Linked DNA regions of Mus musculus: regions 1, 2, 3 and 5 are each linked to region 4. Evidence: chromatin contacts called from public Hi-C, HiCAR-type and promoter capture Hi-C data. All regions are on one chromosome and are shown on one strand. Each heading gives the region's core, a stretch centred on a gene start, on an enhancer-like site or on the middle of the called end of the contact. The rest is flanking DNA. Distances are from core to core; before and after follow the strand shown. Region 1 overlaps Zbtb20 (zinc finger and BTB domain containing 20). Region 2 holds the start of Qtrt2 (queuine tRNA-ribosyltransferase accessory subunit 2). Region 3 holds the start of Zdhhc23 (zinc finger, DHHC domain containing 23). Region 4 has its middle 110 kb from the start of Mir6540. Region 5 has its middle 34 kb from the start of Tigit.

Region 1 (5,132 bases), core at 1,524-4,023, 1.2 Mb after region 4:
AAGCTTGATAAATATTACCTAATTAGTAAGAAATACTAACTTTTAATAATCTCATATACTTAAACTCCTCAAAAAGTGTGGTTTTCTTTTTACATAGCAACAAGTGGACATCCCTTGTTTTTCATTCAACACCCAGAACAGACCGTGAGAAATCAGCCTAGGCCGCTCAGGAGGGCTCACCCAGCTCTCAGGCTGAGCATGTTACTGTCACCTTAGCATCTGACTGATAATTCCTTAGGACATAGAATGGCTCCGCTGTTTTATAGCACCATAGAATTCTACAAAACGGAAAGGGGATGAGTGGGGGTATTTTGTAGTCCAACGAGGCCAAATAAAGCTTTAGCACACTCACCAAATGTTAGCTCTGACAGTGGCTAAGACTGATGGGAACCCTTTGGAGCTGAGACACCATCCTGTCTTCACCAAGCCAGTAAAGATCTCTTTAGGTTTTTTTGTTTTGGGGGTTTTGTTTTGTTTTGTTTTTTGATTTTGTTTTTTGGTTTTTTGTTTGGTTGGTTTTCTTTATTAGATATTTTTTTATTTACATTTCAAATGTTATCCCCTTTCCTAGTTTTCCCTTTGAAAATCCCCTATCCCTTCCCCCCTCCCCCTGCTCCCTAACCCACCCAGTCCCATTCCTGGTCCTGGCATTCCCCTATACTGGGGCATAGAACCTTCACAGGACCAAGGGCCTCTCCTCCCATAGATGACTGTCTAGGCCATCCTCTGCTACATACACAGCTAGAGCCACAAGTTCCACCATGTGTTTTCTTTGATTAGTGGTATAGTTCCAAGGAGCTCTGGGGTTACTGGTTAGTTCATATTGATGTTCCTTCTATGGGGCTTCAGTCCCCTTCAGCTCCCTGGGTATTTCTCTAACTCCTTCATTGGTGACCTTGTGTTCCGTCCAATGGATGACTGTGAGCATCTACTTCTGTATTTGCTAGGCACTGGCAGAGCCTCACAGGAGACAGCTATATCAGGCTCCTGTCAGCAAGCTCTTGTTGGAATCTGCCTAGTGACTGGGTTTGGTGGTTGTATATGGGGTGGATCCCCAGGTGGGGCAGTCTCTGAATGGTCCCTCCTTCCGTCTCAGCTCCAAACTTTGTCTCTGTAACTCCCTCCATGGGTATTTTGTTCCCCATTCTAAGAAAGATCAATATTTGTCACATTTCAAAAGTAAATACTAGGGCTCAGCCAGTAAACTGCTTGCCATGCTAACATGCCTCCCTGAGTTCACGTCCGCAGAACTCACATAAAGAGCCAGGCACCATGCAAGCACATCTACTCCAGCTCTCTGGAGGTGGAAATAAAAGGCTCCCAGGAGATGTCTAGGTGCTCTAGACAAAGGGTTGAGCTCCAGGTCCATCGAGAGACTCTAAATAAGTCAAATAGGTTGAGAGTGATGGAGGAAGACACCTTTTATTGACCTCTGATCTTCACACATAGACACGCATGCACAGACAGAGAGACAGAGACAGAGAGACTCATCAAAACTGTATGAAAAGCCTTGTCTCTTGTCTCTTTCCCCCCAGTTCCTTGTTTGTCCTGAGCAGCTTCCTTATGTAATCAGTTCATGAGCTGATTGCTGATGTGACCTTTTGGTGGCCTCTTCAGTCATGGGTATGCCTTCAGCTCCCCTCTCACAGAGGCAGTCCACTCACGGTTTTCAGTCCTGCCTTCCAGGCTACATCTCACAGTCTCCACTGTGTTTTGGAGATCATTCTGGACCACTGCATTTTTTTGCATATTTGTTTTGGTTGCATGGTGTTCTGATATATAAATATGTTACTGTTCATTCTGCTGTCCCCACTGATAAATTTTTCCTATCATATCAAGCTGTACTCTGCTGCATACATGATAGATGTGCAGGTTTTTCTCTGAGACAAATTTTAAAGGTATAATTATTGGTTGAAGGGATGTACCCTTGTGAAATTTTGAGAATGTGACCCAACCAGGGTTAGATCTTCTTGTACCCTATTAGTAGTATCCAAAAATACCATTAAACCCCATGATTTGATCCAATCATGTTGACAGCAAATGGTATCTCTGTGTAGTGTTAATTTTCATTTTTCCATTATCTGCTACTAAGCATCTTTTGATATAGTCTTCTATAGGATAGTTCATCTCCTTCTTTTTCTATTGACTTCAAATTTTTATTCCTACTGGCTTCTTGCTATTTATATAATACAGTTAATAATAACTATATAAGCTTCAGAATTTCCCATCTTGTCTATTTTTGAAAAATTTGCTTTTGGAATTATTTTTTTGAACATACAGAAATTTGCACTCTCTTTCGCTCGCTTTTGTGTGTGTGTGTGTGTGTGTGTGTGTGTGTGTATCTGTCTGTCTGACTGTATGTGAAATTTTTCATGAAACATGCTAGCGTATGCCTACATGTGGGAGGCTGAGGATAACTATGCATCCAGGAGCAGTATGGGTTTCCTCTACCATCATTCTTAGATCTCTAACACACAGACATATGACTACTGTTCCTGTAATAGTAAGCAAAGTTACTTCATGAGTTTGGGATAACTTTAAAGTATTAAGATTGGGGAGAGGTTTATACAAAAAGCTTTTCTCCATACCCAGTTAATGTTTCCTTATCCTTCTTTACTTTGCCTTCATTTTAAAAATCCTCTTTAACAACCCTTGGAGATGCTGGAGATACAATGCTGAGTAAAACCACAGGGAGACGCAATGCCTACTCAAAAGCTAACTGTGGAATTCAATAGGACAGGGAAATGAATAAGTGCACATATCAGAAACAGGAAGTACAGTAGAGTACTGAAAAGGAGAGACAGGCTGGCCGGAGAGTATTGCTGTGGGTTTGAGACCAGTCTGAGTTACATAAAAAGTCTTAGGCCAGCCAGGTCTACAGAACAAGACTGTTCCTAAAAAAGCAAAAGAAAACTACAACTGGATTATATGAAGCAAACAAGGAAGTGCTGCTGGGAAAGAGGCATTTTTAAGATGACAGGAATGAGAAACTCCTAACATTCAGCAGGGACCTTCAAGAGACTTATTAGAGTGACCCCTGCAGTGGAGGACTGTCTCTGTCCCTGGGGTGTGAACTAGCTATGTGACTAATAAGTCATGGCAGCCTTTGTCACATGTGTCTGTGGCGTCTAACCCTGCTCACGATTCCTCTGTGAGCCACTCTTACGATCCACCTGGAAGCAAGGCTGAAGATTGTTATCATTGATAATGAAGGACTAGTGCTGATATGATTAGGAGCTGGTGAGGTTCTTGTCCAAATCCTGTGATATGATTAACCTCAAAAGATGAATCATGGCGATCAGCTGAGGAGGGATCATTAGATAGGACTTTGCCTCCACCACTGATGTAGCATCTCCCTGTGGAGCCTGAAGAATCTGTGGTGGAGTGTTCTGCTTTGCTGCTGTCTCTTCAGAGGGGGAGCAGCGTGGTTGCTGACTGCACTTTCTTCAGACTATGATTACTGACAGCAATATTCTCTGACTGACACATTCTTCCATGACCCAAGCCTGCTCACATCCGCAAATGCTGCCTCACTATCCCCTTTTGCAGACAAGATGACTGAGTATCCCTAGCGAGCAATAACCTTTGTGGTTATGCTGTTTACTCTGCTTAAAATGACTTTTTTAATCTATTTTTTTGAAATACTAAGAATCCTTCAATACTTAGCCTAAAGCATGATCCATCTGGAATCTCCATTTACTAGCCATTTTGTGAAACCATGAACCACATCTGTTTTCATCTGTTTATTTAAAGGATCTAGCTATTTTGCTATCAGTTGTCACTCATCTTTATCTTTATAAATAATATAACATCAAGAAAAGAGCATAGAAATAGGAATATAGGCAAGAGGAAAGTGAAGGTAATTTGAGTATATTCTGTTAACTGCTTATGACAAAATATTAAATACAATTCAGGTGTGCCTTGTTTGAACCTTTTTAGTCCCAGAGGCTCTCTGATGGCTTCCTGAATTCCCAGAGTGTACAGGGAAGAGTATGTGGAGGGATCATGGGTCAAGTTCTTCTTTTAGAATGTATGAGAGTGATTTTGCGCTAATAACCCCAGGATAACTCATAAAAGTGTATCTTACTCTCTCTCTCTCTCTCTCTCTCTCTCTCTCTCCCTCTCAACCCCCCCCCCATATAATAGAATTGAATACAGTTTCCCACAATAACTCTAAAGATAATAAAGTGGAGCAAAGGCTATGTTAGGACCTCGTGCAATGTTAGGACCTCGTTTGCACAAGGCCCTGGGTTAGATGCCTAGTACCACCTGCAATATCAAAACTATGATATAAAAACAGGAAGACTAAGTGTTTAAGGTCATCCTTGACTACATAGTGAGTTGGAGCCAGTGTGGGCTACCTGAGACCCTGCTTCATCTCAACCCACTCCCAAGAAAAAAAGATGAGAAAATTAATACATTTAATTTAGCTTTTATACCCCAATAAGTTTTATTTGCTATTTTCAAACATTACTTTTTCTCAAGGTCTGTTTAGCAGATGGTTTATTTTATAAACTCTATTCTTTCTAGATATGTTCCATAAATAAAAGGATGTTCTGAGAGCAAGAAAAGTTAAGGAATTAACTTATATGGAAGTCTAGATGTCCTAAAGTGCAGCAGGTTGCTGGCATCCGGTGCATTATGGGAGTATAAGCTTCACCCAAGTCAGTAACCTGACACACTCATATCTGATGAGACCAAAGAAAGAAAATAGCTCTTCAGTCCCCGAGTCGGGTTCAGTTATGAGTTGAAGGTGAAGTCAGAACTATTTAAGGTTTTGTTTTATTTATAGGCCTCACTATTAAGTGTAAGGTTTCTAAGAAAGTGGAAGACAGCGTTCCCAGCCCCGAAGCTTCTCACGGAATGAGTAAGCCAGTGCAAGGATCCTCAGTGCACATGACTGAGAGTTGTAACAAACATGCAAAGTAGAGCACTTGGGACATTGTGAGCCTGGCCTGATGGGAGTTCTCTGTGGGCCAGGGCCTCAGTGAAGGCCTGCTGATGCAGAAATGTCCCAGTGAGCCTTGGAACTGGACAAGAGCAAAGGAAATTCTCCTGGAAACTGCTGGGATAAGTTAGGAGTTAGCAGAATAAGGAACCTGTGGGAAGGCATCAAGGAAGACCTAAGAGTA
Region 2 (5,038 bases), core at 1,477-3,976, 1.7 Mb after region 4:
TCACTCTTACAGATTAAGTATTTAGGGGTCCTAAGGAAGGACCTTAGGATGCAGGGAAAACTGACAGGCAGTGAGCAAATTTGTATTTCTGACAACTCCCTGCCTTAACACTGCTAATGCCAATCTGCCTTCATCTGTCAGTAAGAAAGAATTTTTATTTTTATATGTTGTTTGAATGGATTATCTTTATGGACAGATGTCCCAAATTTGGCAACTGAATGCAGCAAGTGTGAGATGATCAATTTGGGGGGTGGGGGAACTATAGAGATTTGTAAATATTAAACATCCATTTCTCTCCCACCTTCCCCATATAAAGTTACCAATTATGTACACATAGAAAGAGACTATGAAGAACTTCCAAACAATTCGATGCACCAAGCTGATTCAGAAATGATGGATGTCGCAATATTTTAAAATTCTTTCCCTAATTGGTAGGGGAGAGAGAGAGATACACTAACAATACTAAACTTTATTAGGCACATGTGTTAAGAGTTTGGAAATATCCCTCATGGGAATGGATGATGCTATCCAAACCTGTTAGAAAGAAATACAGAAGAAATTTGAAGAAATATCCAATTATCCAATGAAAGTTTAAAAAAATAAATAAGAAAGAGATAAACCCAATGAGGCACATCAAAAATATAAGATGCAGGTCTGGGGAACTGGCTCGGTGGTTAAAAGAACTTGCTATTGGTGCAGAGGAACCAGGTCTGGTCCCTAGTCAGCACATGGCAGTTTACAATCACTTGTAACTCCAGTTCTAGAAGATCGGGTTTCCTATTCTCACTTGAGGGTACCATGCACACTTGTGGTATACATATATACATGTACACAAAAATATTCATACACAGAAAAGAAAAATAAACCTTTAAGAAACAAAGAAAAGGAGGAAGGAAGGATCCAGCAGAGAATGCTGGCACATAATTTAATTCTATCACCTGGGAGGCAGAGAGACAGGCAAATCTCTGTTAAGTTTGAGGCCAGCCTGACTCTAGAGTGTGTTTCAGGCCAGACAGGGCTACAGAATGAGACACCACCCCAACAACAAAAAAAGCAAATGGTAACTTCATCCATTGAAAGGCCTAACAATCATAGTAGTTACATTTATTGGGTACTTACCATGCTTGATACATTAACTACATTAACCCTCAAAACAAATACAACACAGACCCTACTCACCTTTATTTTATAAACTAGTCAAGTGAAGCTAATAAAGTCGCTGTGGGGTGTGAGTAAGAATGGCCCCCACAGGCTCATATATTTGAATGCTTAGTCACCAGGGAGTTGTACTATTTGAAAGGATTAGAAGGATAAGAGTTATGGACTTGTTGGAGGAAATGTGTCACTGGCTTTTAGGTTTCAAAAGTACATGCCAATTCTCTTTGTTCCTATGGATGAGAATGCAGTTCTCAGCTACTGCTCAGGCGTCTGCCTGCATGCCAACATGCTTCCTGCTGTGATGATAATGGACTAAACCTCTAAAACTGTAAGCAAGCCCTCAATCAAACGTTTTCTTTTATAACAGTTGCTTTGGTCATGGTGTCTCTTCACAGCAACAGAACAGTGACTAAGACAGTTACCAGTAGTAACTGGCAGAGTTGTTACTGGAATTATAGATGTATTAGTTTTAGAGGCTATAATATAGGCTAGTGGCTTAAAAGAAACTGAAATTTGTCAAATACAATGTTTCCATATTAACTGTGATAGTTCCCATTTTGCTACAGTGTAATTGTTCTTTTCCCATCTTGCCCCTCTACCTCTAAGCCATCTTCTCCAAATTGACAGCCTTTCTCCAGACTCATCCAAACATTTAAACACACTTGTTCTCCAAAAATGGACACACACTGTATTATATGCACTTCTCTGAACTCTGCTTTTCATTCAGGAAAAAATAGGCACACCTTCCAAAAAATCGCCATGAAACTAACTCTTCCAAAAGAACTAACTACCATTGAGACAGCGGAAAGTCTGAACGTAACACAGCCCATTCAACAATGTTCTTACTGGTTCACACTCAAGTTAGAGGGCAGGTGCTAGGTCTATGGGGCACAGCTTTCCTTATCATATTTCCACCAGTTTATAGTTTGGTTTAGATTCCCTGGCAGAATGTTTTACACACGTTGCTTTTTCAATCATTACAATACTCCCAGGGTTTAGGTACAATCCCATTTTGCCAGTAAGTAAGCTGAATTGCCAACAAGTGGCCGGGTCCAAAGCTCCAGTTCTGAATTTCTGCCCTGCCTTGAAAGCACACACGCCTTCAGTGGGCTGTTCATGACAACATCCAGGCATGGCTATTTAGATTCAATTTTCCCTTAGTTCCATTAGCCATCCCAGGAGCCCTAGACTTTCCTATTCGTATAGCTTCCCAAGTAACTGCTAAACTCAGAAAAACTTGCAGCTGAGAAGCTCATTCTCTGGCAGAGGCCAGGAGAACGGAGGTCCTTTTCTTTCTGAACTGTAACTGGCAATCACACTGGGAGACTCGGAGCTGGCAAAAGCCTAGACCAACAAGAAACCAAGTAATGACGAGGTGGGAACAAGACTGCAACGCAATAAAAAAAAAAAAAAAGTGGGCGCTATTCACCCTCCCTCAACAAGGAAAAGGAACACTCACCGGTTGATAACACAACTCCGCACCCTCAGGACCCTTAAACTCTTCGCAAGAGATAACACGTGTTCCGACTCGTAGAACCCTTGGCCCACTAAACCACGGTCTCCGCCGCAGAGCCAATCCGGAATTTCTGCGTCATCACCAAGCGCCAGAATTACGCAAAGGCCCTGCTAAAGAAGCCCAGTGACCTCCGCCGATGCCATAGTAACAGCGTGAAAGCAAGCTTCCCGCGCAACGCCTCCTGGGAGTAGTAGTTCCGGAATGTCTGACCCCTGTCTAGCTGCTAGGTGGCAGAACTACAACTCCCAGAACCACCTGAAAGCAGTCTGGGAGGAGGCGCAGTTGTCTCTGTTGTGGCCGAAGTCTAGGCCCGAGAGTGCAAAACGTGCTGCTGGCGCCCCAGGGAGGGTCCGCCTCAAAGAAGAAGATGGAGCTGAGTCGCTGGAAACGGTTATCAAGGAAGCTGAATCTCAAGGTGATCCCAGTCGGGAGCTTTGAGGAACATGGGCCGGCCCTAGGCGCCACACAGTCCTGAAGCCAGCCGCTTCCCGCCCTGCGCTTCCTCACTCTTCCCCCGGGGGCATCCTTACCTGGCCTTGGCTACCCTAGAGCCTGCACAGCCCTAGGTAGCGTGATTTAAGGAGCCAAAGGGTCTGTGTACTCACTACTGTGATGGGCTGCATCCTGTAAGGATTATTTCTATCTATGGAGAGGTCTCCTAGTGTCCATCATGGTGAGGGGAATTTGCCCCTAATCCTTACTCTGCCACCAATTTTAGGAAACTTTCCGCACATTTTCTTCTGCCCCCTTCAAATCTGAGTTAAGGGGTCTTTAAAAGGAAAAAAAAAATCATCACACGAAATTCTCTGACGTTATCCCTTATATCTTTCCCTTTCCAGTTTTACACAAGGTATCTAAAATGAACCCAGAAGTCCAGATGGTTGTATCTCAATACTTTATCCATATGGTTATCTCTAAATTTCACGAGCATTCAAAGTTAGAGCCTCCCTGTATCTCTTACCTCTTCTGTGTATTAGCACCTAAAGGCATCAGGAGGTTGAGGAAGAATTGGGGTGGGGGTGGGGGGTAATTAAAAATAAAAGAGACACCATTTAAAACTTGGAACATTACAAAAGTCACAGCCATGCAAAGTCACAGCCACACCAAGTGTGCCTTCCAGAATACCTCTTAACAGTCACAAAAATAGATGCTTTAAATGTAAAGGAGAGTATTGAAATGGAGGGGCTTCAGCTTTCAGCAGCAGAGCAGTTTCACCAGCTGCTCTTACCTTTCAGTTTTACTTTCCTGTAAAAAGAAAAAAAAATCCTCTTAGACGAGTGGCTTTTGTGGGGGCCCCAGGTAATCATTCTTGTGGGTTATCCTAAATATAGCAGCTGTGTGCACAGGGCACATTCCGCTTAGTGAAAACCATGCTCCAGATACCAGAGGGCACAGGCCAGAGCATTAGTGAGTGGAAACTGAGGTTGCTCCATTGCATAATAGATGGGGCCCGAAATAGCATATGAATATAGATTTGATGATGCAAGGCAAAAAAAAAAAAAAAAAAAAAATTGGGACAACTTAGAACTACAAAAAGAGGGATTTTTCCCCCCTGATAGTGCTCATTATTACTGTCTAGAGGATAAAGTAAAATCCATGAGCGCCTTGAAATTCAACTGTGTTTGAATAAGATCAGCTCTTTCTTTGTTGCCATGACAGTTATTTAGACAGAACAGCTGCATTAATTGTGTGTAAGGTGAGATGAAGGTGAAGTGTTAGGTAAGTGAGGGAGGATATTATACCCTTTACAGCAACTTTCTTGTGCCAGTTGATTGGTTTCTTGTCCCGTTGTTTTAAAAAAAAAAAAAAACAAACCCCGAATATTTTTGCAAAGCAAATCCCCTTGCTTACTCAGTGGCTGTTAGAGTTCTGTGAGCTTCTGGATGTCAGAGAACAGAGGAGGCTCCCTGTGGTCTCCATTTCTCAGTTCAGGTTAATAGCTGACTGATCTGGGTAGAGATTAATTTGTTTCGTTCGTTTTAGGCTTGGTACAACAGTACAAGTTGAGTAGTTTTGTTCCACACCCCCCACTCCTGTTTTATCAGACATCTCAGGTGTAGGAAGGACTGGAAGGCATCTGGCTACTTCTACAAACAGGAAAAGAAAGGACCATAACAGTCGTTAAGCAGAAAATGGCAGAAAGAGGTGAACTAAACAGTGTTTGTATGGGTTTCATGAGAAGTAATGTTTCTATACCCGAATATAGAATACATACTTCTATACGTTGACTCTTAGCCCTGGAGAACTAAGACATAAAAAAAAAAATGCTGATGCCTAGACTACAGACCTAGTACATTACAATCTCAAGGTAGCCAGGAGTGATAAGGATGTCACAGACAAGGCCTCCTGTTTCTTCTCCTGTGG
Region 3 (5,282 bases), core at 363-2,862, 1.8 Mb after region 4:
TCTACAGTCACCATGACTGTGTAGCCAGAAGGGACAATTTCTGGGAAAAGCTTGTCTCCAACATCCCTCTTCCTATCACTTTATGCCTTCCATAAGCAGATGTTTAAAATATATATATTTAGAAAAATGGCTAAAAGCAGTTTATTGCTGCTTGATACAAACTGGTTTTAACAGAGGTTAAAAACTCTCTTTTTAGATAGCAATCTCCATCGCTGAGATTGTGGTAAAAGTAAAGGCCAAAGATAAGACAATATTCCAACCAGGACTGTGTTGCTACACACAGAAAAACAGTCACTCCCCACAAGGTGTACATGGCCTCTCTCTCTGGAAATACAGGGTGAACTGAGAACAGAGAAGCTATCTTTTACCCTTCAAGTTCATGTGACCACGTGAGAACAACCCCATGCATGGGTCCTACTAAGATCACTGAAAATACAGAACTTTCTGGAGTGTCCATTTAAACTTGCAGTGTGTGTGCTGGATTGCGTTCTTATATACATCTAATCTACCCTACTATCCTCCATGATCCTTTAAAATGAAAACTGTTAAAATCCTCACACCTGACAGCAAAAAACCAATCCTCTATTTTAGATCCTTTGGAATAGCAAGAACAAACCTCAGCATTCTGGACGGCAAACCTGAAGGAATATATATACATATGTAGGTCTCAACAGAACCAGTGGGGTCAGCATCTGGAAACTGTAAGCTTACCTGTCACAGCCTTCATCGAGGTCTTGACAATCACACAAACAGGCAGCCACGTGGTTCTTTTCCCCATTTCGATCTATGTATTCGCAACAGCACAGGGGCTCCAATTCAGGTTCTTCGGTTTTCTTTTTTTTGACTGGCTTCATATTGCCCTTTAGTGTACGGATTTGTACCTGTCACCATGAGGCATAAGAAGCTCACAGAAGGTAAAGGTGGCAAGAACTCAACTCACATCCTGTAAACACATCCTTGCTTCTCATTAACGCCAACGCCTGAGCAATAAAAAAATGAAAAGGGGGGAAGGGTCCTGCTTTCATCAGGCTTTTCGGGCTCCGCGTGGCCTGACAGGAGGGTTCCTTGACTTCTGGGGCTCTGAGCACCTTCCCCTCCCCTTCCCAGCTAGGCTAGCAACATCTGGGCACCAGCCGTTCCCATGGCGACAGCCGACCACGCGGCCCGGGACAGCAGAGCTAGGGCGGCCCAGTTCACCTGAGGGTGCCGGCTCAAAGGGCCGGGCTGTCCCCACCCCAAGGCTGCGCGCCGTGGAAACTCACCCTCGCAGGTGCAGGCAGCGACGCCCTGGCGCTGCAACCACCCACCGGCCCGGGGATGCCAGGAGCCCCAGCAGCCCCGAGGTCGCCCGTCCAGCCCACTCCGAACCCGCCGCTCCGAGGGCGTGGGCGGGCCTGGAGAATGACCTTGGCGGGGAAGTTACCTGCCCTCCCGACAGAGGCGGGGACCGGGAGGAGGACCGACTCCCCTGGGCGCGGCTGAGCCTGCGACCCCGCACGGCAGGCTCGGGAGTGCCGGGCGGAGTCGCCCACCTGTGAGCACCGCCGGTGCGCGCGCCTGCCGAGCGAGCCAGTCGCCCCCGGTCGCCGCTCCGCAGGTCGGCGCGCGCTTCCGGGTGCCCCGCCCCCGGCGCCGGGATCCCGCCGCCCGCACGTGCGCCGCCTGCCCACGAGGCCCCTCCCCCGCCGCGCTCCGGCCGGGCCACCTCGCACCTGCGCCGGGGCCCTCGCGGTGCCGCCGGGGTGCGGGATCGGACCCCGGCGCTCGCGCGCCGCCAGAGTTCCGCCGGTCGCCTGCGGTCCTCCAGCGCCGGCAACAGGCGTTGGGGTTCGATCCGCACCTTGGCCGCCTTCAGAGGTGCCACCCCACGAGTCGCCCGCCTTCCCTTGAGGCCCGCTGTGGACCCCAAGCCCGGCTTATCCAACTTGTTCTCGCTCGCGAGTCCTGGAGGATGGAGCTGCTTTCCAGCCAGGCCTCGGTGGTACTTTTGATTCAGTAGTCTGCACATTTGCAATGAAATTGCCCAAGAGAGTCCCCTCTGGGTTTGTATTGCAGCACAAATCTGTAAGAACTATGGGCCTACGTACAGGTTTTCCCTACCCCAGGCTTTCTAGGTTTTGGTTTGGTTTTAAGCAGAAACAGAAGAAAAAACGACAACTTAAACATTTCCGGTTTTATTGAAGTCAATCCATACATAACAGATTAAGATCTCATTAATTCTACGTACATATTTAGTGTTTTATCTACAAAGTGACGTTGGTAATCTTTGAGGTATATGGTGAAGTGCTTTAAGAGAAACCACAAAAGCATTCACTTTGACAGTTAACATTTTTCTAAATTTAACAATCTGAAGTTTCTAATCCAGTCACTCAAACTCACAGCCAGAGACTTCCTATGTTCTTATCACAAACAAAACAGAACAGAACAGAACAGAACAAAACAAAGCAGAACAGAACAGAACAGAACAGAAGGTATTACTCCGAAGCCCCCTGCCCCAGGGAGATTAGTTAGGATTCATGAAGAGAAACCCTTCCCTTTAGCCAGTATTTTTATTCCCTACAGGCGTCTCAAAAACATTGTTAGCAATGACATTTGGCTTTGGTGACACTGAGGGAAAGGAAACATTGACTAAAGGCAATGGATATTCAATAAAAATAAATATATGTGCGTGTTCTAGAAAGACAGCTAGAGAACAAAACAATAAATACGTCCTGAACATTTCCTAAATCCCGGGGGACGCAGCTAATTTCAAGTCAAGTCGCCAAGTCCTTATTTTCACAAACCACTGGTGCTGACACAAGTGCCTGAGTGGTTTTCCCGAGAGCCCAAGCTTGCGCCTCTCAACTCCGGTCAGCTTGCATGCCCCCCAGTCTTTATTGCTGAGTGCAAGTTTGTGTCCAGCTTATAATTTGCCAGCAAGACAAGTTAGCTGCTACTGAAAAGTGATTAATTATTTTCTACCTGATGGGCCACCTCTATCATGGGTGTTGCTAAGCTGAATCTAAGCATTACTCATGGACTCAATTTGATCTGTCATGGAATGCCCAGATTTTATAATAATCTTACGACTTCTAAAACTGAAAGTAGTTCATTATGAGCATTGATGTCCTATATACTTCCTTCTCCTAAATTACTGTTCAGTCTTTTTGATATATAAAGGATAATCTCACCTTTGGTACTTATACGTACATACATATATGCACACACATATGTATATATATGTACATGTATATATGTGTGTATATATATACATATATATCCCTTCATTCAGATACAACATGGCCAATGACTCTTTCGGACATACAAAAGGTCTGACCATTGGCCTTGAGGCCAAGTCAAGGAAGGCACTGTAAAATTTAAAGATACAAGCCTGGAATGTATGCACTTGGAAAACGATCCTTTAAGGTGATAAATGATTGAGGGGTTTCTTCTTACCTTTTTAGGCTCTTAAACTCAGTTACAAACGCAGCCCCCCACCCCCACCCTGGGCACACAGGGACTCTGTGCTAACATAAATTTAAAGGATCAAGTAGCAAGCCTCACTATAGAAGAATAGCCATCCTACCCACAGTGCCTTCCTTCCCCTTTTGTGTCACAGAATTTCAATTCCAAAATATATTTCATGGTTCACTGGAGAAATTCACAGCTTAAAAGTATCTATAAGAAGTGAAAAGATAGAGTCTTAAGGCTATTGGAGAGTAGTCATTGAGTAAATGTTATTTAAATACAGCTTTCCTGGTAGAAATCCTGGTAATAAAAATATCAGAAATGTCCTTATGACAGTGACAGTCTTCATCCTCCGATTCCTTCCAGATGTTGCCTTCTAGGTCCAGATGTCTCTTTGGTTTCCACATTTCAGCACTAGCTCTCCACAGCCACCCCAGACTTGTTCTTATTTAGTAAATCAAAGGTTTTTTGAAGCATAATGAGTGAGCTCTTCAGCTGCAAACAAAATGATCAAGAATCAGACTTCAATTTTTGCCAATTACTTTACTCCAAAAGATATATGAGTATATGTATAAACATATAATGTATGTATTTGATTCAAACATCTATGATAGATAGATAGATAGATAGATAGAAAGATAGATAGATATAGATATAGATATAGACATAGATATAGATATAGATATAGATATAGATATAGATATGCTCAAATAAATTAGATCATCAATCCCTGATTCTCCAGTATGTGCTATATGAATTCTAGAGAGTTCTTACCAGGTACTAAGGGCCATATAGCCTTCCATGCAATGTACTTCCCAGGAAGCCTCTCTCATTATCCAGAGGGAAAGACTTGTTTTCTTAGACCTTCCTCAAGTCTCAGTAGTGTTTCCATTCTTCTCTGAACACATCGAGCCCCACAACTGAGCCATGTCTTCCTAATCCCCTCAAGATTCTCTTCCCAGTTCTGAAACGTACCTGTACCTACTGACCCCACGCGATCTTCCCCAAACGCCCTGCCTCTGAGCTCCCAGAGCACTACCAATTTCACACTTCTATACTACTTAACCCTGCACTTTTAAAAACAAACTTGAAAGCCTGTAGGGTAACTGACTTCTCTCATAAAATTGAAGCAACTCCAGACCAAGAAATATACCTTATCCCTTACTGTGTTGGTTCATTTGTTCATTCAATAAACCTGGATTATCTGTTTCAGGTTGGGCACGGTGCTAAGCATGGACCTCACAAAGCTGAGCCAGATGTTCCCAAAGAGCAAAGAGGCTCAAGGATAGAAGAATTTATGGAGGTGGTTACAGAGGAAGAGAGAAGGTTTCTCTTCTCTATAAGGCATGGTCATCCACTGAGTGAGAGAATAGCGTGAACCAAAAGAGAACGATGAAGTGAGAGAAGAGTTACTAAGCAACCATAGACAAATCGTGTCTAAAGACTGCCCAGCTGAGAACCTGCCCATTCACACCCCTGAAGAACAAACCGGCCTACCTGTTCCAACATCACTATGGAATCTTGGAGTACTCCTTTTAGGCGGTGGGCCTGATCTTTGTTCTTTTGAATATTTTCTGTTCTTGAGAACCTGTCAGAGACTAAACTAGAAGACAAAAAAAAATTTTTAATCATGAAAGCAGCTGCTTATCTTTTATTTACAGAAATTATTGTGCCCCATGAATTGCAAATAAAACACAAAATCAAACCCACCACCATCCCGCTTCATCCCTGGTGGGGTAATGTGGGGGAACTAAGTGTGTATGACAAGATATAGCAGGTCAAAATCTCTAGAGTTAATCTGTAGTGTTTTCTACAACAAAGGAACAGGCGATGGA
Region 4 (5,083 bases), core at 2,154-4,653:
TCAGATCCACATTGTCTTCCACCAGAATTTTTCCCATTTGCCTCTTGTCGAGGAAAACGAGTTTAGAGCATTGACTAGCATGCTGTTAAGACACTACCTATTCAGTCACTTCCAACTCCTGTACTTCTCTGGTCCATGTTATTTTCCAAGTGCTTTTCTGAGTGCTGCGATACTGTGGTGAGGGAAGATAAGTACTGATCTCACACTCTTCTTCAGTAGCTTACTCCAGCTTCAAGTTGAAGAGGATGCTCAAAAAAAAATAAGAGTAAGATGGAATTAAGGCAGACCACCAACACTTTCTATTGAAGACGTAGCCATGACTCATGAGTAGGATTAGCATGCAGATGAGATGAGAAATCTACAAAGCAAAGAAATTCTAAACTGTATCACAGAGATGCAGAGCTCTACAACCATTGAAAGCCGATTTAAACAAACTATTGGGGTGCAGTGGAGATGGCTCCACCAGTAAAACCCTTGCCTTGAAAACAGGAGGGATTGAGATTGAACACCCAAACCTATTTGGATGCTCACACTTGGACCAGATGAAGGCTTTGCTATGTCGAGCCACACTTGAGGAAGGCTCTGCCATTTCCATTGGTCTGAGGCATTGGGATCCTTGACATGTGTGTGTCCGTGTCCATAATGCACTCAGGATCTTATCCACTGCCTACAATGATTTCAATGTGTTGCCCTTAAAACATGGTTTGGGAACTTATCCCTCAAACAACAGTTTGTATGGCAGGTCCAAAACTGTGGTGATTATATCTTAAGAACAAATAGTTAAATGTCAGACATCAACAGAGACTCCATCTTTGACTCTCATCCTAGAAATAGAGGCCAAAGCTTTCTATATATTATACATCAGTCTGTACTACTCTGTTGTAGTGGCACGAAGGAGATGGAGTGGAATCCAAATGTACATCGTTGCCCCTCCACACCTTGCCCGCATATATTACACTGACTCTCAGCACAAGGGAAACTTACCACTTGGAAGATAAGCTGTGGGAAGAACACTCAGTGAAGCAGAGCTGGTGGTTTCCACAATGACTCCTAACTCACTGCCTTAGGCGTCTGGGCACAATTATATTCACAGACAATCCACGGTGGAGCAGTAGCAGTTAGTCTGTTTCCCAACTGAGGGAACCCAAGTTCAGAAAACTCTTATTTGAGGCGACACAGCCATCTGCACAGGGTAACCACAGACCTACTGGGTCTTTTGTGTCTACCATGAGGTTTTTCTCCACTGCAGACTTCTCTATCCTTGTGAAATCTGGAAAGCAGATGCTCAATAACCCATCTGAGCACGCTTAGAGAGTGATACTAACTAGGTGGCACCCCCTAGGATTTATATATCCTAACCTTAACCTCCAGCGCCTTTGCATGTATGTCAGTGCATTTGGAGGGCGGAGGCAGAAACTCTAAAGAAGGAACTGAGGAGGAAGTTATAAGCAAGGGCTAAGAGGCTAAAAAGATGGCTCAGCACAAGTTGCTCTTCCGGAAGACTCTAGTAATAGCACCTACATAGCCCCATAGGCAGCTCGCAACCACCTGTGACTCAAGGGGATGAGAAACAACAACAGAAAACAACTGTCTTCAAGCTGACTCTTGTCCTTAGACAAGAGGAAGAAACAAAGAAACAACAAGAATGAACCAGCACCCTGCTCAACAGAAAGTCCAGGTGCAGACACAGCATAAAAGTGGCCACCAGCCCGCAAAGGACAGAGACACTAAGAGAAACCGAGACTATAGACACTTCAGTGGCTTTCAGCCTTCATTATTTTATTTTATTTTTGACTTTTGGGGTTCTTTTTCGGGGGGGTTGGTTGGTTGGTTGGTTTCAGATTCCCAAAGTATTTTCCCCCATTTAAGGTGCTTTTCTGCAACACAGTCCATTGGCTGTAATGGAAAATGGCTTGTGTCCAAGCTGAATTTCTATCTTCAGGTATCCTTGGCACTGTCCAGAAGGAGGCTCCCTTCCTGAGAGGAGCCTCTGAAAGAATCTTGATAACACTGAATCAGGAGATGCCCATTCCACCCCTACAACCAGCCCACAATGTGGTAAAATAAGCTGTATTGACCAAAACATTTTCATGAAACCATTTGTTATGGTAAATGAGTTTGGGCACCACTGCCCACACCCATCTGCAACGATTAATCTTCTGCCAAAACAGTTTTTATCATCCTGTCCAGGCTTTTGAAATGTGACCTCCCTCTCCAATTTTGGAATCAAATTCAACAGTGTTGGCAAAATAGTAGTGACTAAGGCTGGTGTCTAGAAAATTCCTTTCAACCTTTTTTACAGCTTGCATGGAGATCAGGCCAACACAGAACCAGCAAAATCTCTTTCCTTTTGTTGTGTCGAAGAAGACAAAAGGGAGGAGTCAAGGGCTACAGATGTGACTCCAAAGAAGCACTGTTTGTGACTCCCTGTGGCTTTTACAGGTTAGCTTTACTTTTTGTTGTTGTTGTTGTTGTTGACGAATAGGTGGCAGAAGCCCTGGAAAAGTATTTGTCACATGCAATTGGATTCTTTGCAGCTACACTTGTATTTCCCTAAGGGTCCGTGAGTCCATAGAGATCAGCCGTGAGGGGGAGAGATTGCGTGTGACTGTGCATGAATCAGAAGAAGAACAAAAAGATGCGGCTGATGGTGGCAGGGAAAGACTGGAGTTAATAAGCCAGCATGTGCCTGAGGATTCTATCAGGCACAGGGATGGATGACATAATTGTTTTCTGCCTCTAATGATCTCAGAGATGTGGGATACAAGAGAATATTAAAACAAGACAGAAAGATGGAAACTCATTTTCAGCAGCTGTCAACCAAAATGGGATGTAAACTAGGAGAGAGGCATATTGAAATGTTCACAGGGTTCACTTCATCAAAATGAGCTTTTACCTCTCCCGGATGTCACGCCCTCCTTTTCTTGAGCGGAAGCAGCCTCCCCCCGCCCCCCAAACTGTTGCTCCTTGTATTCTTCCCACAACCTCTGCTGTCACTCCAGTCTCTCGTCACTGTCACCTTGCCTCTCTCCCTTCTTAACATCGTTCAATTTTTTCCTAATCCTCTCTTTCCTCGCCGCAAACATGTTTTTAGTCTCTTTCCTTTCTTCGCTCTATCCCCCTCACCCACCCTCACTTCTGCCATTAATAAGTAACTGAGTGAACCTGGAAACCCTTTTTGTGATGCCAGGAGTTGAATGGAAACGAAAGGAAAAAAAAAAAAAAAAGTCCCTATGAAAAGCACTCCAGTGTCCCCGCCCCGCCTCGGGTGCGGGTGGGCTGTGGCGTCTGCGAAGCCGCGATGCTTGCACGTGCCACGAGGGGGCAGAGGTGCGCGCCAGCGAGCCCGCACCGCCATCCAGCGCGGCAGGAAGTGCTTGGAGGGCGGGCGCCAGCGGCTGCTCTCTTGGCGTCACCCATCACCGCTGCTGACAGCCGCGTAAGGTTTCCGCCTGCTCCCTGGATGTCCACGGATGGGCGCGGCGAAGAAGCAAAGGATTCCTGATGCAAGCGGGAGGGGTAAAGTCTGCCTCAGGCCAATACAGATAGATCTTTTCCCGAAACAAAGGAGCCAGTGGTGCCGTTACGATCAGAGCATCAAGAAGCATAGCTGGGGGAGCCCCTAGGAGCCCAGCAGCCTACCGAGGTCCCCTTTGCTTCCCTGCCCCAGCTCTTCCCCGCCTGCGATGCAAGGGGGTCACATTCCTGAGCTCCTCAGTCCCCTTCCCAGGTAGCTGGAGTAGCTGGAGCCTTCATCTTTGTTAGCCAGGTCACTGTGAATCCAAACAGCAGCTTGCTTGGCCTTTTGGGTGACAGGCGAGATTAGAAGTAGCCCACAGGCTCCGTGTAGGGGAAGGATTGATTAACATTCTTCCCCTGCGGGTTCAGTTTCCTGCAAATCGCAGTAGGCTCAATTCAGCAGCAGATGGCGGTAACGCTTCTGTCAACCTGAGGATTCTCTGTGGCTGGACACACAAGTCCACACACACACACACACACACACACACACACACCCCACCCCACACCATGTATCACATACCACCACGCCTTAAGCAAGCACACTTTGAGAGTCTGGAGCCCCACAGAGATTCTGATCCCTCCAATAAATTTCCAAAGCAGGATAGGATGGAGAGAAAGACCACAATGATGGCAGAGTAATAGCCATTTGTTGGCGGCTCTGAGCCAGGTGCGCACTGCTTTTACAAGACGGGTAGTAAAATAACGGTGTTCAACTTTTATATGATGAGGTAAGGTTAGTTAAGAAATTAACTGCCCGCATTTTCCTTGCCTTTAAGTTGTGAGAATACACAGGTGCCTTTTCCATTCAAAGAAGGTAACTAGGCCTGATTCTCATTCTCTCTCTCTCTCTCTCTCTCTCTCTCTCTCTCTCTCTCGGAGCAGACGGCTCTTCATTTATTTAATTATTTATTTATTAGCTTTTAAAGGATTAGAATTATTCGACCGACTGCTTTTAGACAGGATTCCTCCTGTGCTAATAGTGCTTTAAGAATGAGGATCTTGGTGTAGCAGTCTGCCGTTACAGCTTTTCCCAGAGGAAATATCTCCAGACACTGCTTCTCAAGGATGGTCAGAAGTGGGACCCACCCGAGGGACTGGTGCTCCTGTAGCGTGGAAGAAATGGCTTCCTAGCCGTTGCAGGACTGTTATGCCGTTTGCACAGCCCCTCTACGGGACTGCTTTTCACCTGATCAATCCTGTCACACGTTGGAGCTAGAGATCACTGTGTTTCTATGAAGCCACCCGACACAGGGAGGATGTATCAGAGAAAAGGAAGGTTGACAGAGGCTGGTGTGGAGGGGACTACTGAGGAATAAGGATTTAGGATGGGAAGAAAGGCTGAATAAAGGCTGTGGCCAAGAGGCAACACACATATTCCGCACACCTGGGTGGGAGATGTTATTAAATTTCAGGAAATGGAGCGCCGAGTTACTTGAGACCAGAGGTATGGGAGCTATGGTGATGGTCCCATGAAGGAGTGTGACAACGAAGCAGTAAGACTCACCCACTTGATCAAGGAGAAAAATAGGAGCCATCTACTGAAGTTACCCCTTTGGGAATGCCC
Region 5 (5,141 bases), core at 2,185-4,684, 1.5 Mb after region 4:
AAACACCAGTAAATATATTTGGATAAGAGTCATATATAAAACACCAGTAAATATATTTGAATAAGAGTCATAGTATACCCAAGTGAGTTACACTGAAGAAGATGTATTTTCTTGTACATGTTGTTTTCTCATTTAGCAAAAGAAGTTGGCAGGCGTGTGATGAGACATGTGCACTCTGGCTGTTGGGGATCAGCTCTGGAAAGTGAACTGTGAGAAGAAATGAGATATCAGCTGGGTCGGTAACGAGAACACAGCTCCGTTGGAGGACCTTGTTCTCGGAAGAGTCATTGATCACTGTACCCGGGCTGTGTAAGTGTTGACTAAGCAGGTTTCACTACCCTGGGAAAGAAGACTACAAAAACGTTGGCATTTCCTGTGGTTAACATCTGCCTGTGATGTTAAAAAGGTAGGTAGCCATCCTAGGAAATAGGGACAATGATTTTACAATAATTCTGAAAGTGGCAGTGGGTGATGGGCGTGGCTGGTTGTCTTAGGAATTCATGACAGTCATTCAAAAAAGTTATCACTCAGGAGATCCAGGTTAGAGGGAAGGGTTAGGGTTAGGGACATCGTCTAGGCTTGTCACAGTGACACTGGAGTAGAAGAACATCCATGGACTATTTCAAGGTAGAACTCACCACCCATACATATGACAGACAGTGCAAAGTTACTGCTTCCTATGACCTGAACTGACCAAACCTCTTCTCCCGCTACCATTTTAAGGAAACACTGAGAAGTGACTGATGCTCTCATGAAACATGTGGGATCTATCAGAGGAAGACTTCATGATAATGAGACACGTGGGGCAGGTCCAGTGGTGGAAGAGCACTGAGCACTCCCAAGTGCTGGGCTGGCTCCTCCATCCCGTAGCTATGCTCAAGTTTCTAATATCTGATGTATGAGTGGTTTTGCCTGTCTGCATGTCTGTGCACCGTGGCTGTGCCTGGTGCCTGCAAAGACCAAAAGAGTATGTCAGATCCCTTGGAACTGGAGGTACAGACAGTTGTTAGCTACCACGTGGGTGCTGGGATTCGACTGTGGGTCGCCTGGAAGAGCAGTCAGTACTCTCTCCAGCTCCCACTGAGCTCTTTACAGTTCTGATTGTGGTTCTTGATTCTCCCTCACTTACTCTGTGACTTTCATTGTGTGCTGCTCATTGGAATGAGGTTCCAGAAATTCCTTGAGACCTGGGATCAATGCCCCTGCCTTCGGGGAAAATTGGTGCCTGCTTTAACCAGGCACCTAGAGGCACTACCCAACCCAGAATAACTTCAGTACCCATCTTGGGATTTCTCAGCTTATATTAGTTGTGGGAACGCTAGCCTTAATTCCAATGAGAGCAACTCCCTGTTATAAAGTTCTCAGGAGAAATTTAGCTTTCGCCGAATCTCCAGGGTAAAAGGGACACTGGGATCCCTTCTGGGGGAACCTTTCTCTGTCTCCTTTTTCTACCAAACAGATGTACCTACTTTAGGCAGCTCAGCCATTCCTCACCTTGCTCAGAACTCATGGCTACCTCCTTCCTCCTCCCTTCTCCCGAATAAACCTTTCTCTTCATTTTTGGCCTTAAGAATTTCTTGATAATAAAACTGTGCAGTTTTTTCTTGGTGGTGGTTTATTCTGTGTCTTTTGTGTGTGTGTGTGTGTGTGTGTGTGTGTGTGTGTGTGTGTGTGTGTTTGTTTAAGACAGGATTTCGCTGTGTAGCCATGGCTGTCCTGAAACTTGGTAGACTAGGCTGGCCTCCAACTCTAAGGGCTGCTTCCCTACTGCTGGGATTAAAGATGTGCACAACTAGGATTGTTATGCCTGGCACAATAATCGTTTCATAATGGAAAGCTGGGGAGATATTTTAAATTTACTTTAGTCCACATTTTGTTGAGACTGGTGACAATTTTGAGTCCCATTAGCCTGTAGATTGCCATTTGAAAACCTCTAATCCGGATTGCTAAGACTCTATAAAGCCATAAAGGACGGGGCATAACTTGAACCTTATCTCCCTGGGAAAGCATTTGTTGTCTTAGCCTCCACTTATCTATAGAAACAACACATGGCCTATATGGACATTCTGGGAGCTTATAGGCATATTCAACTGTAGTTATTAGCTTCTTGCTTTCATCCTCTCTGAGAAATACTCCCAAATGAGAAATATCCATGTTAGGGCTAGAGAGATGACACCTCAGTGACTGAGGGCCTGAGGTCACTTCCCAGAGCCCACAGCAAGTCATCCACATTGCCAGTGACTCAGCTTCAGGTCTACCTGACTCACTCTTCTGGCTTCTTTCGGTACCCACAGCATGTGTGGCATTTACCACACAGTCACACATAACCAGAAATAAAATAAATATTAAAATCCAAGCCCATCTTTCTTCGAGTTGCTGTTGTCGTGTATGTTGTTACAGTGACGAGACACGTAATTGATACGGCTTTCCAACTAGAATCTGTGACAAGTGACAGCATTGAGCGTTTTCACTAAACCAAGCTCTGTGTCAATGGTTTTGTATTTACTACCTCACTGAACTCTAAAGGAAGCCTAACAAGCCAGATGCCATTGTATCCCAGTTTTCTAGGTGGCAATTCTGTGGATTGAGAGGTGAGACAACTTGACTGAGTTGTTTCAAACCCTGTGCTCAAACTCTTTCAATGTTTGCCACGGGTAGTATGTCAACACAGCCACACTGTGCTACAAATTTTGCTTAAAAAAAAAAAAAAAAAGTCCAGGGGACTGGAGAGATGGCCTAGCGGTTAAGAGCATTCACTGCTCTTCCAGAGGTCCTGGGTTCAATTCCCAGCAACCACATGGGGGCTCACTACCATCAGTAAGGGAACTGATGCCCTCTTCTGGTGTGTCTGAAGACAGTTACAGTGTACTCACATACATAAACTAAATAAATCTTTTAAAAAATCCAATCACTTCCCCCACTGGAATGTAAGTTGGAAAGATAAATATGAGAGAGAGAGAGAGAGAGAGAGAGAGAGAGAGAGATCTAAAAGTATAGAACTGGAAGTGACAAGAACGTAGGGAGAAACAAGACAGCTTCCTTCCCACACATCTGCTCCTTCAGAGTCTTAGCTCTGCCCAACTCTTTATTTACCACCACCACCACCTTGTGTCTGATTTTTAAAATCATTTTTCTCACCTCCACTGCTACTGCACAGTCCCTAACCTACCTCCCTAAATCCACTATTTTGTATTCCCACCCCCACACCTCAACCTACGGATCCTTCGAGGAAGATGCAAACAGAGCATTGGCTATTTTAAAACGCCACAATTTTAAAAAGCACTCATCTCTTTATATCTACTGCTTGCCACAAATCCTTTCCAGCCCCGCCCTCTTCCACTTGACGGAAAGGCAGAAGTCTATGGTGGAGCCCACAGGAACCTTCTGGTCCCGCCCCCACACCTTGTCCCGCCCCCAAGGCTGTCTCTCCTGCTAGCCTGTGGTTTGTGGGTTTGAGCTGTCGGGTTGGTATGTACCCTGTGTTCTCTGCCTGGCCTGTCTTTACTGACCTCTGCCTAGGGGACTTCATCATCTCTTCCAGTTTTGTTGTTTTGTTTTGTTTTGTTTTGTTTGTTGTTGTTTCTTGAGATGGGCCGACCTCAAACCTGTGCTCCTCCTGCCTTGTTAGGGCTGGGATTACAGTCCCATGCCACCATGGCTGGTGGAGTCTCACTATCTTTGTAGGCTGCCACCATCACGTAAGCTCTGGAGAGCGTGTGCCTGATACAGGAAAGGGTTCAGTAGATTTGGTTAAGGGAATAAAGTCACAAAAGCACAGTGATCCTTATACCAGGTCTGTTGACCTCTGGTTTTACCTCATTCTACTGAATAACAAAGATGGGATTTCCCCCTCTGCCTCTGACGTGAATGAGTTACAAGCTGGGGCATATCAGATTCTCTAATACCCCACGCTATGCTGGACATACAGGAGGTGCTCGAGAATTCTAGAATTCTGAATAAGTATTTGACCATGAGACATAAACATGTCTCCTGCTAAATTCCAGAGCTCCTCTGACTAAATCTCCAGCCAATAAACAGAGCTCTGCTACAGGAGGAGCAAGGACTGCCCAAGGTCTACTGCAGCAACAAGGAATTCATCACATAAAAACTGCATCATTTGGCTGGGCGTGGTGGCGCACACCTTTAATCCCAGCACTCGGGAAGTAGAGGCAGGTGGATCTCTGAATTCAAGGCCAGCCTGGTCTAAAGAGTGAGTTCCAGGACAGCTGGGGCTACACTGTCTCGAAAACCAAACAAAGCAAAAAAAAAAAAAAAAAAAAATCTACACAGCCTCATACTTTCTATAGATACTGTTAAAATTCTCTAAAGGGGAATAAATCGTTGCATATGCTCTCAAAGCCCTTTCTCTAGTGACAATTATTTTTTTCTGGGGCTTAAAATTGAACATATCTCAATGGTGTTGACTAAGGTCTAATTATAATGAGAGTTCTGAAATCCTAAATGAAATTATTTGACCATATCAAATTCATGCTTGACTGTGTCTTCTCTTGAAGATTGGCGTTCCCAGATCTCCAGTTACATCCAACTTGCTGCTCATAGCAAACGAGTAAGTGTGTAGCACACGCTGTCAGAACAGCAAACTCGGACACCTGTGTGCCAGTTTGCTTCTGGCCTTCCATTTCAGCTGCTAGCTCTAAACGAATTATCCCAACCGCGACCCCCACCCCTTCACACACACACACACACACACACACACACACACACACACACACACCATTGCCCGATAGTACACTCTGTCATTACAACACCTCAGACATGTTTCTACACAGTGAAAAGGCAATGGCTGCTCAGAACGCCACAGTTGGAAGAGCGTTTTCATGTATTTAAGTCACCCGAGTCTCACGGCAGCCCTGTGTCTTCAACAGGGCTGCGGCCTTAGTGAGGAGCAGAGGAAACACACAACTCAGAAACCTAAGCTGTTTGCTTTGCCAGGTAGCAAGTAGCTAAGAACATCGGGAGTCCTGCTCAGGCCCTCTGGCTAGAAGCCCACACATTTCCCACAGCTCCTCTGCAAAATGAGCTGAAGTACAGCGGCTCCTCCTGGTGTCCCCACCGCTTTTATGTTAGCTGTAACTTATTTGGTGACTCATCCTTTGACATCCGCCAGAATCCAAGTCCCC

Evidence for each region. Promoter capture Hi-C pulls out the DNA fragments that hold promoters and counts their contacts. A called contact is a pair of places that touch in the nucleus more often than the background predicts. HiCAR-type assays count read pairs that join an accessible place to other places.
Region 1: a contact with region 4 is called in a Hi-C map of the N1E-115 cell line, with 13 times the contacts expected there. The contact joins two enhancer-like sites. A contact is called at or near these places in 2 of 484 Hi-C or Micro-C datasets (the N1E-115 cell line and nephron progenitors) and 2 of 115 datasets of contacts at active chromatin or transcription factors (embryonic forebrain and embryonic stem cells).
Region 2: a HiCAR-type map of fibro-adipogenic progenitors shows a contact between it and region 4, with 11 times the contacts expected there. The contact joins the promoter of Qtrt2 here to the enhancer-like site in region 4. A contact is called at or near these places in 10 of 39 promoter capture datasets (the 3T3-L1 cell line, cranial neural crest, frontonasal cranial neural crest and 6 more), 4 of 115 datasets of contacts at active chromatin or transcription factors (embryonic stem cells, fibro-adipogenic progenitors, large pre-B cells and 1 more) and 2 of 9 other capture datasets (adipose tissue and liver).
Region 3: a promoter capture Hi-C map of second pharyngeal arch cranial neural crest shows a contact between it and region 4, with 7 times the contacts expected there. The contact joins the promoter of Zdhhc23 here to the enhancer-like site in region 4. A contact is called at or near these places in 12 of 39 promoter capture datasets (the 3T3-L1 cell line, the C10 cell line, cranial neural crest and 7 more) and 1 of 115 datasets of contacts at active chromatin or transcription factors (astrocytes).
Region 5: a Hi-C map of the N1E-115 cell line shows a contact between it and region 4, with 6 times the contacts expected there. The contact joins two enhancer-like sites. A contact is called at or near these places in 1 of 15 datasets of contacts at CTCF or cohesin (stem cell-derived epiblast-like cells), 2 of 484 Hi-C or Micro-C datasets (the N1E-115 cell line and pre-pro-B cells) and 3 of 115 datasets of contacts at active chromatin or transcription factors (a colorectal cancer cell line, large pre-B cells and stem cell-derived neural progenitor cells).

Annotation. Positions count from the first base shown.
Region 1 is chr16:43,378,543-43,383,674 of GRCm38.p6, forward strand. All of the region lies in intron 4 of Zbtb20 (zinc finger and BTB domain containing 20), which reads left to right. Among named protein-coding and RNA genes, the nearest start is that of Gm9968, 17 kb to the left of the region's middle. Within about 2 kb of position 2,774, at least 15 of the 459 cell types and tissues checked have an H3K27ac peak or open chromatin away from gene starts, as enhancers often do. A contact at or near this core is called in the N1E-115 cell line, where this site is marked.
Region 2 is chr16:43,886,950-43,891,987 of GRCm38.p6, forward strand. It overlaps Qtrt2 (queuine tRNA-ribosyltransferase accessory subunit 2), which reads right to left and starts at 2,727. Exons shown (of 9, transcript NM_001356329.1): 1 at 2,618-2,727. Ccdc191 (coiled-coil domain containing 191) reads left to right here and starts at 2,953. Exons shown (of 16, transcript NM_027801.1): 1 at 2,953-3,089. The coding sequence starts at 3,042.
Region 3 is chr16:43,978,197-43,983,478 of GRCm38.p6, forward strand. Zdhhc23 (zinc finger, DHHC domain containing 23) reads right to left here and starts at 1,613. Exons shown (of 5, transcript NM_001007460.2): 1 at 1,263-1,613; 2 at 712-980. The coding sequence starts at 854. It overlaps Gramd1c (GRAM domain containing 1C), which reads right to left. Exons shown (of 17, transcript NM_001359085.1): 16 at 4,945-5,050; 17 at 2,154-3,942. The coding sequence ends at 3,862. Gm46552 (a long non-coding RNA gene) reads left to right here and starts at 1,677. Exons shown (of 2, transcript XR_001781930.1): 1 at 1,677-2,042; 2 at 4,661-5,156.
Region 4 is chr16:42,186,963-42,192,045 of GRCm38.p6, forward strand. No RefSeq gene overlaps it. Among named protein-coding and RNA genes, the nearest start is that of Mir6540, 110 kb to the right of the region's middle. Within about 2 kb of position 3,404, at least 265 of the 459 cell types and tissues checked have an H3K27ac peak or open chromatin away from gene starts, as enhancers often do. A contact at or near this core is called in the N1E-115 cell line, astrocytes, a colorectal cancer cell line and 4 more, where this site is marked.
Region 5 is chr16:43,695,692-43,700,832 of GRCm38.p6, forward strand. No RefSeq gene overlaps it. Among named protein-coding and RNA genes, the nearest start is that of Tigit, 34 kb to the left of the region's middle. Within about 2 kb of position 3,435, at least 124 of the 459 cell types and tissues checked have an H3K27ac peak or open chromatin away from gene starts, as enhancers often do. A contact at or near this core is called in the N1E-115 cell line and a colorectal cancer cell line, where this site is marked.